Regions from separate parts of the Mus musculus genome. Here region 2 is linked to region 1. A link is a contact called in public ChIA-PET data. All regions are on one chromosome and are shown on one strand. Each heading gives the region's core, a stretch centred on a gene start, on an enhancer-like site or on the middle of the called end of the contact. The rest is flanking DNA. Distances are from core to core; before and after follow the strand shown. Region 1 overlaps Atp6v1g3 (ATPase, H+ transporting, lysosomal V1 subunit G3). Region 2 overlaps Nek7 (NIMA (never in mitosis gene a)-related expressed kinase 7).

Region 1 (5,092 bases), core at 888-3,387:
CAATGAGTAATGAATATGTTTGTGTTGCAAGATTTCTGAGCTGTTTAAGTCATTAGGAAACACTTCTCATTGCTTCTTGAAGAAGGGAAGCTCATGGTACGAGAACCTCTTACACCAGCAATTCCACTTGGCCTCAAGAGAGGGTGGATCTGAGGACAGGGAGCTGGAGAGTGGTGAGTAAGATTTGATAAAGCAGAATCATTGCCTTTCAGTGATGTTTGCACTTATATGTATTTTATTCTAGGAGATTACTCCTAATAACACAATTTTGTTTTTATTTAGGACAATGAATTTGTTGTTCTGTTGAGGAAAATTCTAGCCTGACTAATGCCAGAGGATGGTGACCTGAGGCGTTGTTGATGAGTCTGAAGGTGGAAGCAGGCAGACTGTCCGCCTACTTCCTGCCTGAGATTCCTACCTTCACTTCAAAAACAAGACGCTGGTTCAACTTCAGAGGCAGAACCAAATCATGAGCACAATTAATAAAGGATAAGGAACTGCCTGTTTGGGCATTCAACACTGTTGGCAATCATTTTATGAATCTGCCATAATCTTCTTCCTAAACTCGGTGCCTTCTTTGGCTGTCTCTAGAAGGTTCCATTCACTCTCAGCTATCATCTCACTCACATTTGAGAACTCTAGTTCCAACAGGTACCTTCTCATCCTCTCACACTGTTGAGCCACATGCTCATCAGCACACGCCCATAATGGACTTCCTGTTAGTGTTAGTGTCCCTATCGGTATGTGAGGACATGCCACTTGAGAACTGCTTCCTATGTGTCCTCCCTCTAAAACGTCCTATATTTGTAAAATGTCCTCTCTCTACTCTCCACGTCAAATAGGACCTTGAATTTCAACTAGTTTATAGATATGATTTAAAATTTCCTATCCCTGTGAAAGTCAACCTATGCCAAACCAAGCATGCCTGACACATGTCTTCCTCATACTACAGCACTGTGTCTCTGATAATTTTTACACATTCTCACCTATGCATGACTTCTGCTCCAAACTTCCCACTTTCTGAGGGTGTGCGATTCCAAGTCACATATCTGCTGTGTTTTATTTAAATATTTAATAGCTGTCAAGACAGTTATCACCCTGTCCTGTTGGGTAAAACTCAGTAGCTTAAAACAGCAATTAATTATCAATAAGGAGCTTATGGATTTTCTGGATACTTAATTCAATTAAGTTAGGGTTAGGGTTAGGGTTACGGTTAGGGTTAGGTTTTGCTGAATTAGGCTGGGATAGTTCTCAAATGCTCCAGGATAAACTAAAACTGTGGCTTTGCATTTTTTTTTTGTGCTTTTAGAGCTTTATTGTAGAAAGACAGAGAGAAAGAGAGAAGGTAGAAAGAAAGAGAGAGGCCGGCCATGGCCACGTGGAGAGAGAGGGGAAGGGAGAGTGAGAAGGAGGGCTAGAGAGGAGAGTAAGAAAGGTGAGAGCTTAAAAAGCAGCTTTACCTATTTGACCAATAGTATTCTACTATCTTTTCCTAGCTACAAAGCAATGGTGGTGCTAACCCATGCCAAGCTTGAGCTTTTACATCGTTCAGAGGCACAGTCTAACTCTGTGGTTCAAGCCACCTTCCAGTCCTCCCCTGTTCTGCTGTTACAGACAGGAATCACCATCCCTGGCTAATTCTTGACTGTGTGTTTGCTAATATGGAGAAAAATATTTTGATCTCTACATTTATCTCCAATTTGGCAAATACCATAGTGTTGTTTTCAGGTGTAGTGAAGATGAGTAAGAACTCAGTAGAGTCTTTTCCCAGTTTATATTGTCTTCACAAAGGATCACAACAATAATAGGGAAGAATTAAATATGCTTAGGATTATTCATCTCTTCCTGTAGAACTGTGTGAAGAAAAAATGTTTTTTAGGATAAGTACATGCTGAGAAAGAGAGAGAGAGAGAGAGAGAGAGAGAGAGAGAGAGAGAGAGAGAGAGAGAGAGAGAGAGAGAGAGATATTTTGGTATGACTGGAAAGGCTTGCAGCAAAGTGGGTTATCTCTGAAATACATGAAATCTTTTCACATGTAAATAAAGTAAAACTTGGCAGCTGTACCATCTGTGAGAATGTGAGAGTTCTGGGAAAATGAGTCATTCAGTGACAAAGATATGAAACCAGTTTTGAATGTAAAAATATGTGAGCTACTTAAGAGTGCCGGATGCTGGCGTTAGCACTTACTTCTGGCAGTAGAGTATCTAAGATTGACAGGGGTATTAAGAAATTAACAAAGACTCCAAGGTGTGAAGGGGGAAAGCAGTAAGTGGTTACTACCGTTAACACCACATTTTAAAAACTGGTCTAATGTGGAATCAAATCCTAAAGTGTTATGAGAGACCCCATAGTTCTTTGACAATCTCTGGGCCTAAAAGAGCCGAGCTATAGAGACAATGAACAGTTTGCCAGTGGGATGTATAGAGCAAAAGGCACATGCAGGACAGATGCAGCTTGCCACATCTCATTTCTTTCTTCTCTGTGTGGCATTGCCTTGCTTGTGAGAAAAGCCAGGTGCTAATTTTGATGTGTTTTTAAAGGGTTTATGTTCCCCAAATAATCTTGTGTCAGCTTAAAAAATTTTAGCCTGTGTTTAAGATAATATACTTAAGCTTCCACATGCAAAAAAAATTGACTTTTAAAAAATTTACACGAGACGAGAAAGACAATTAAATTTTGCCATGTAATTGCAAACCACAAGCTGTGCTCAGAGCTGTCCTCCACATCATGCCTTTTCCAATGGCAGCTCTCGTCACTGTATGTATCTAGCCTCACTTCCATCTCCCATCTCCATAAGAGGGCTCTCCAAATCTGAGTTAAAGTGGAAATTTCTCATAGGGAAACAAGAGCAGCTCTGTTTGTTTTCCTTGATAGTAAACACATACATCAGAGACAGGCTTCTTTGGAATGTTTTGGGCTTTTCTGTTTATTAAGGAATAAACTATTTTTTCTTGTAATGGAAGAAAAAGATCACCTAAAGCCCAGAAACTAACTTAATAAGTTTTCCTTATTCATAAAGTTGGGAAAGTAAGGAATCAAATGGAATTCCAATTTTCTCATCTGTTTCAAATATAAAATTGACTATTTCTGAGATTCTAAACTATAAAAATGATAACAATGTTTATGAAGTTTGGGAATTAAAATTTTTCTACATGTAGTGCTTGAAAATCTAACACTGGGAAGAGGTATAGTGGCACATGCCTTTAATCCCAGCACTAAGGAGGCAGAGCAGGCGGATCCCAGTGAGTTTGAAGCCTGAGCTATAGGATGAATCCTAGGACAGTGAGAACTTGACTCAAAACAAAAACACAAACAGACAAAACCCCCACCAAGGTCAACAATACTGCTAGTGCTCAGCAGTGGGTATTTAGAAAGCTTCCTGGGAGGGAACTTGTGAGTAAGTGAAAGGTCTAGACACTGATGTCACACTGCCAGAGGAAAGCTAGAGCTGACACTGTTTCCCAGGCAACTCCAGGTCAAGTTCTGAGGCTCTAATGACCATTATGAGCAGGGAACTTTTCAAATGGCAGCTCTCATCACTCTATCTAGCTTCCGTTCCATTTCCCATCTTCCATAAGTGGGCTCTCCACATCTGAGTTAAAGTGGACATTCCTCACAGGGAAGCAAGGGACCAGCTCTACTAGATGTCTGTTTCTCCACACAAGGCCTAAGATAATTTATACATTGAACTAACAATGTACACGAGCTCTCAGAATGTAGCTCATTTAATAAGGAGAGCAGGGTAGCGCATACTAATTATTTTTGTTGGAGGTTCACTTCTTTACAAACTACAGAATTTATCCAGATATCTACTCTCTCAGATGACCACCTTTTCTTTCAAAAATGTCCTTAAAACAGAGTAACATTATTTATGTAACTTGAAGTTAGGCAGGGATAACTGTGATGGGACCCATTTCTTCTAAGGTGACTTCTAACATCATTTGTTTCTGTCTCTGTTCTCACAGACAGTTTAGAAATGCTTTTTGAACTGCCAATGAAATATTATGGTTTTCTTGCTAATTAATAAATTAAAGTATTTGCATATTCATTTCAGAGGTGTCTAAGGAACAAAATTATATTCTCCTCTTAAAAACTATTGAATAGGAAGAATACCTAATAAAGCACCTTCTAAGCCAATAAAAAGAAATGTGAAAATATACTGGAGTGATTGTTTGCTGTTTAAGTGTTAAAATTCAAGTTTCTCGCTTTCCTTAACTTGCTTCATACTAAACGCCATCCAGGAGAAATGACACCATGTTACTTATTTTTTAATTCTGTGACCTATATTAAATATGTGACATGAAAGTTTATAGTAAACATCAGGTGCACAGTTGCAGACCTTTAATATCAACAGAATGTGTATCCCACTCTATGCCTATGGACTTGGATGTGTGGAGCACATTCAGTTGGTGGCTCTGTAGTTCACATGGACTTCTGGTTTCATGTCGCACACCATGCTCAATAGCTGCTTAATCACGCTTTCCATACACTTGTTGTAGCTTCCGTTCAATTCTTTGATCTTCTCTAGTGTCTGCTCTTCTATTTCATCCGAGAGGTGGCTCTGAGAGCCCATTATCTGTGAAAGCAAAAGATGAGATTTATTTTAATGTATGCCACATCAAAACAGTTAAATTGAACTATTTTATGAACTTCAGCATATTTCTTTGATGGTCACTTTAAGGTGTGATTTTTTTATTATTATTTTTGCCAGCATTCTATCTTCCAGGAAGACCCTATTAGCATCTTAGTATGTAGTCATTAGTTAACTAAAATATAATGTAACAAAGAAAGTTATCGATTTAAAGGGAGCTGCAGCGAGCCACTGGGAGAGCGATCATTTTCTAAAAGCCAATGGCTTACTCTTAATTTCTCTCTTTCTCAAACCAAAAGGGTTGTGATCCCTTTGAGGATCAAATGATCCTTGCACAGGGGTTCCCTAAGACCATCATAAAGCACAGATACTTACATGACAATTCATAACAGTAGGAAAATTACAGTTATAGAGTTGCAATGAAATACTTTTATGGGGTCACCACAACATGAGGAACTGTGTTAAAGGGTCACAGCATAAGGCTGCGAGCCACTGCTCTAA
Region 2 (5,092 bases), core at 983-3,482, 230 kb before region 1:
CGTTCAGAAAGTAGGAGTTTTGAAAAGCGTTGCTATCCTGCTAGCGAATAAAAAATTCCCATTTTAAAGAGGTGTGTGACTCTGAGAAAGTTGAGCACTGCTGATGTCAACCTTGCAGCCTTGTATTAAAAGTGAGTCAGGAATTTCTGTAGCTTTGTTCCCCACCCTCTCTTAGGAGGCAGGCAATAGTGCCACGGTGAGAACCGATAGGTTTGCAACATTGTAGCTGTTGCTTCCGGAAACAGCCGAAGCCCTCCTTTTAAAGACTCTTTGACAAGCCCAAGCGTTTAAGTAGACAGTTTAGAAACTGAGGACCACCAGTCGAATAATCAGACTTTATTGCCTGGTAGTCAAGTTCATGTTGTTCTTCAGTGAGATTCCTAAGGTTTGTCAGGTCAGCATGACACTCATGCCAGGTTGCTTTCCTCCCTTTTAATTTGTTATAGGAAACAGTATCTGAGAAGAATTTATACTGCCAGGTCTTCTTCACCCTAATGTGCATTTTGTGTCCAGGGTTTTTCCTGTGTCCCTTTTATATTTTGTCTTTTAATAATGAGACTTGAAAAGAAACAGAAACACACCAACACTTACAATAATTAAGAAAAAGAGGCCATGGATTTGAAAGAATTCAAGGGGCAGGGGTGGGGTGGGAGGGTGGGGTACGTGGGAAGGTTTGGAACAGGGAAATGAGGTAATTATATTACAGTCTTCGTTTTTAAGTTATTTAAAATAATCAACTGCCAAGTTGATTATGGTTATGATGAGTTTAGACTCTGTTAAAGCATTAAATTTTTCTTCCATGTTCTAATGTCTACTTGATGCAGTGCATCTTTGAATGAAGAGACCCGGTACCCGTCTTGCTGTTGGCATCAGTCATCCCTCTGATGTGTTAATGTGGCATAGGGGGGTGCATGCACGGGCATTATTGGATGCGTTCCAAGTCTCAAGGAAAATTATGTGTAAAGAGCTGAATTTTCAGTATTGTCTCCTTCCAGTGAAAACTGATGTTGACACAGTCTGCCATAAAAGAAAACCTTCCTATTGAAACCCAATATGGGCATTTCTCCATAGTTAGAAGGACAGTGGTCTACTTTCATTATTACCTGGTCATTTAGAATAGGTTACTGACTTACTTGCTAATGAAATTGCAAAAAGTAATTGATTTTTCAGCCATGTGCTATGTAGGAAAAATTAGCCTAGTATTCTTACCTTTTTTTAAACAGACATTTTTTCTTCCTCTAGCAAGTGGGCACAGTGGCAGGGGGGTGTTGGTTGTTGCTGATGGAAAAGGACTCCAGTAGTTTCCCTGTAGCTTTGCCATTTTAGCCAGCCCTCAGCTGGCCACAGGTGCGACTCAGAAGGGCTGGCTTTTCACTTTCTCAAATATAGGGTTTTTTTTTTTTTTTTGCATTCAATACCAAAAAATTAATTGGTTGAACTTTTCCAAATGTGGTTTTCAAATACAGTAAAAAAACAGATTTAAAAGTTGATGTTAGGACATATGCTTCATAAAGTTAAGATTTTTTTTTAAAGCTTTGTAGGAAAAAAAAAAGCTGTTTAAAGGTACCGTTTCTTCATGTTGGTAATTTATAAGTACTATTCAGTAAGAAACCCACTGCACTGTTGTTTTTAAAAATGATTTTTATATACAGAGTATCCAGTGGGGCTGAGAGCTTGGATCTTGCTATGCTGCTTTCATAGTTTCCTGTTAAACTTAAGACAGGAAACTGGACGACGCTGCTCTGTAGCTGTGGGCTTCTGGTTGTGTTTAGCAGTTTCCCTTTCAGTCTCTGGACCCCTCCCTCCGACAGCCTGTTGATACTCTCAGTGCTTTGCTTCAGCTTTCCTGTGACCATCTCACTCTCCAGAACGTAGTTTCATCCATTCAAAAGACAGCTTTGCTTTGTTATGTGCAGTGAATACACTCATGAAAACTTTTATACCATGACTTAAGTTTTAGTAAATTATGGTGTTTCTAGTCACCCATGCAGCTCAACCTTTAACTAGAATTCTAGAGTGGAGACATTTGCCTGAAGCAGGACTGTCTTTTGTTTGTTTGTTATTTCTATTTTTGTTGTTGTTGGTGGTGGTGGTTTTTAAGACTAAGTCCTATGTGCTAGGCTGGCTACATACTCCTTACCTCGCTGAAGATAAGCTTGCCCTTCTGCTCTCTGGCACCTGCCTCCCAAGTGCTGGGCTTGCACTTTTGACTCACCCACTTCCTCTGTCTCACAAGTGCTAAGCTTGCAGGCATGCAACACCATGCTTGTTCTTGTGGTGCTGTAGATGGAACCCAGGCATGCTAGACACACACTTTAATCAGCTAATGCAACATACTCAGTAAGAGTGGTCTTTTAGCGAGTCTACTTTAATATTTCTTCATTTCCTAAAACCGTAGTCCTTCTTGAAATGAGATGTGAGATAAGTCATTTTAGATAGATGTATTTTTTTAAAAGTAGTTGGACATTACAGAGTAGTAGTGTTCCATAGCTTAAGAACAAATAGGAGGAAATGTAAGTCATTCTGTCAAGTGAAATTTCTGGAGTCGTCTTAGTATGGAAAATTATACTTTAAAAAATAATAACGAGGGGATAAAAGTTGATTTTTTTCTGACTTACTGATTCGCAATGCTGGAATTCAACTTTAAGAAATCTGATTTCTCAGAATCACTAATTTTTTTTTAAAAAAATATTTTAAACAGCACTTTAAGAAACAAAAGAGGCTAATCCCTGAGAGAACCGTTTGGAAATACTTCGTTCAGCTCTGCAGTGCACTGGACCACATGCATTCTCGAAGAGTCATGCACAGAGGTAAGAGAAGCACGGGAAGTCTGCAGCAGCATCTTAAGTGACATTCGCCACCAAGCACTTTAAGATAGCTTCCATTCAGTCCACGGCATTACCTGTTTTTCATAATTTATGTCTAAATTATAATTTGTCAGGACTGTAAGCGTTAAAGTGAAGCCCTGCTTTATGATAAATAATGCGAATTATGCTTTGCCCGACTTCTCTCAATACCTTGCTGGTTCTCTGGGTGAGAAAGGGAAGCTGTGGGGGACAGTGCATGTGCATTAGGAAGAGGGTTTGTCGTGTCTCCTCCAGACAAGCAGACTGTGGCATCCCAGCCTCAGGCCTTCAGGGATGCTTCATGGTCAGTCCAGTTGTTGGGCAGACATAATGCACTCAAGTCACTAAGTGACTGATCCACTTATTTGGGGCTGTCAGATCTGAAGCAAATTATTTAGGGAATTGTGATTTCTGAAGCCATGAAATGAATACAATGTACATAATATTGCTAAGGTATGATTTTATAACTTGTGTAAATGTACCAATTCCTTTTTCAGCAGCATGTTATTTAACACCATTAAACAAAGGGGGACACATGTTTATTTTGTGCCTTAAATTTTCACCCGTATTCCTTGTGATATTAATTGGACTAAGAAGTTTGAAATATATGAGAATAATTCAAAATATAGTGAGTGACTTTCGGTTCAGACCTTCATATTTAATAGACATTTTGAATCCTTCCACAGGAGGAAATTTCGTATTCCTTTCAGATTCCCAAACTTATAGCATCTCTCACCTGATCTCTTCATTTATCCACAGATATAAAACCAGCTAATGTGTTCATTACAGCCACTGGGGTAGTAAAACTCGGAGACCTTGGGCTTGGTCGGTTTTTCAGCTCCAAAACCACAGCTGCACATTCTTTAGGTAAGAGGCATGATTTCACCGCTTCAGTCCGTTACGTGTGTGATTGTGTTGGTCACGGTTTAAAACAGGTCACACCAGCTCTACGGCGCTGCTTGCCTAGGAGTCAGCTGCTCCTGACAGGTGCTCACAGTTCCCTCTTACCTTTTACACGATTGCTTATTTAAACTGAAGCAGGCCCTGAGGTTTTTGTTGTTTGTGCTGGTTTTTTGAATAATACTGATAAGCCTGGCTTTTACTGTTGCCATGGAGAACTCCTTTTGTCTTATTTGTAATGACTGTGAGCTAATGGAAAACTGTATTTTGGAAGAAGTCTTCACTGGATATTTTTTAAATGCCAGAGGTAATAATTCATACATGTTTATTTATTCAATGGGCGTGTAACTGTGATAACTATTAAGAGAGAAAACCTAAGGATGATGACTCATAGTGAATGAAGAGAAACAAAATTTCTCTATTTACAGAATGGAAGAAATACCCACAGTTGATTCATTTTTGAGTTAACATTATTTTGATGTCCCTTTGCACCTAAAATAGAATTGATGTAACTACCAACACTGTATTAGCAATGGGAAGAAAAATTATTTTGGATCAGAAACAATAAAAATTCCTAGAAGAAATGTTTTTTAACTTGTGTTAAAAGTAGATTATCTCATGACTCCCCAAGTCACCTTTTTTCTTCTAGTGCATATAAAATACAGGAAGTGTTGATTTTTAAAATAAGAACTAAAACAAAATTAAGTTGGCCTTAATTTAGTTGTGTCTATCTTTGCTGTCATAATTTCCTTGAAAGTCATTAATTCTTTGAAAGCAGTCTTTAGATGTGGAGTGAGGAGCTTTTAAATGGGCTCTTAAAGAACAGTGATGTAAACTAAATAGCCAAACAGGGAAATAAGCTTCCGGATACATGGCTGGAGACATTTGAAGGCGTTTGTTCCTAAGCATTGTTCCTGAGCTTCCGTGCACCTTGAATCTATCACTTATTAATATTTTGTTTCTAGAGTAGACTTTGGCTTGACGGACAGTGTCGTGGAAATGCTTACACTTCCCTGAATTTCACTTTGTTAGTTATGGAGAACATATGATTCCACACTGATGTCCTGAAGCAGTTAGTTCCTTCACATTTCACACTTACAGTCACATAACTACAAGGCCTTTTCCAGGTATAAGATTTTGATCTGAAACCTCATAAGGAATCAGCAAATTTGCATAACCCTTTGATAAAGTTTTATTGGAGAAGTTACAATTCTTATAGTAGGTGTGGTAGACAATTTCTAGGAAGAAGCCATAGCCCTTCCTACTAAAGACACTGCCACTCTGTGCTGCTCCTCTGATTGCTGTCCTAACAACACCTTGTCAGTAACTCACTTGAAACACTAGTT

The links. ChIA-PET counts read pairs in DNA pulled down with a chosen protein or histone mark.
Region 2: an RNA polymerase II ChIA-PET map of effector CD8 T cells shows a contact between it and region 1, with 23 read pairs. The contact joins two enhancer-like sites. A contact is called at or near these places in 2 of 115 datasets of contacts at active chromatin or transcription factors (effector CD8 T cells and memory CD8 T cells).

Annotation. Positions count from the first base shown.
Region 1 is chr1:138,287,271-138,292,362 of GRCm38.p6, reverse strand. It overlaps Atp6v1g3 (ATPase, H+ transporting, lysosomal V1 subunit G3), which reads right to left. Exons shown (of 3, transcript NM_177397.3): 3 at 2,901-4,576. The coding sequence ends at 4,403. Among named protein-coding and RNA genes, the nearest start is that of Atp6v1g3, 16 kb to the right of the region's middle. Within about 2 kb of position 2,137, at least 50 of the 459 cell types and tissues checked have an H3K27ac peak or open chromatin away from gene starts, as enhancers often do. A contact at or near this core is called in effector CD8 T cells and memory CD8 T cells, where this site is marked.
Region 2 is chr1:138,514,246-138,519,337 of GRCm38.p6, reverse strand. Nek7 (NIMA (never in mitosis gene a)-related expressed kinase 7) reads left to right here. Exons shown (of 10, transcript NM_021605.4): 6 at 2,702-2,810; 7 at 3,606-3,713. Among named protein-coding and RNA genes, the nearest start is that of Nek7, 100 kb to the left of the region's middle. Within about 2 kb of position 2,232, at least 101 of the 459 cell types and tissues checked have an H3K27ac peak or open chromatin away from gene starts, as enhancers often do. A contact at or near this core is called in effector CD8 T cells and memory CD8 T cells, where this site is marked.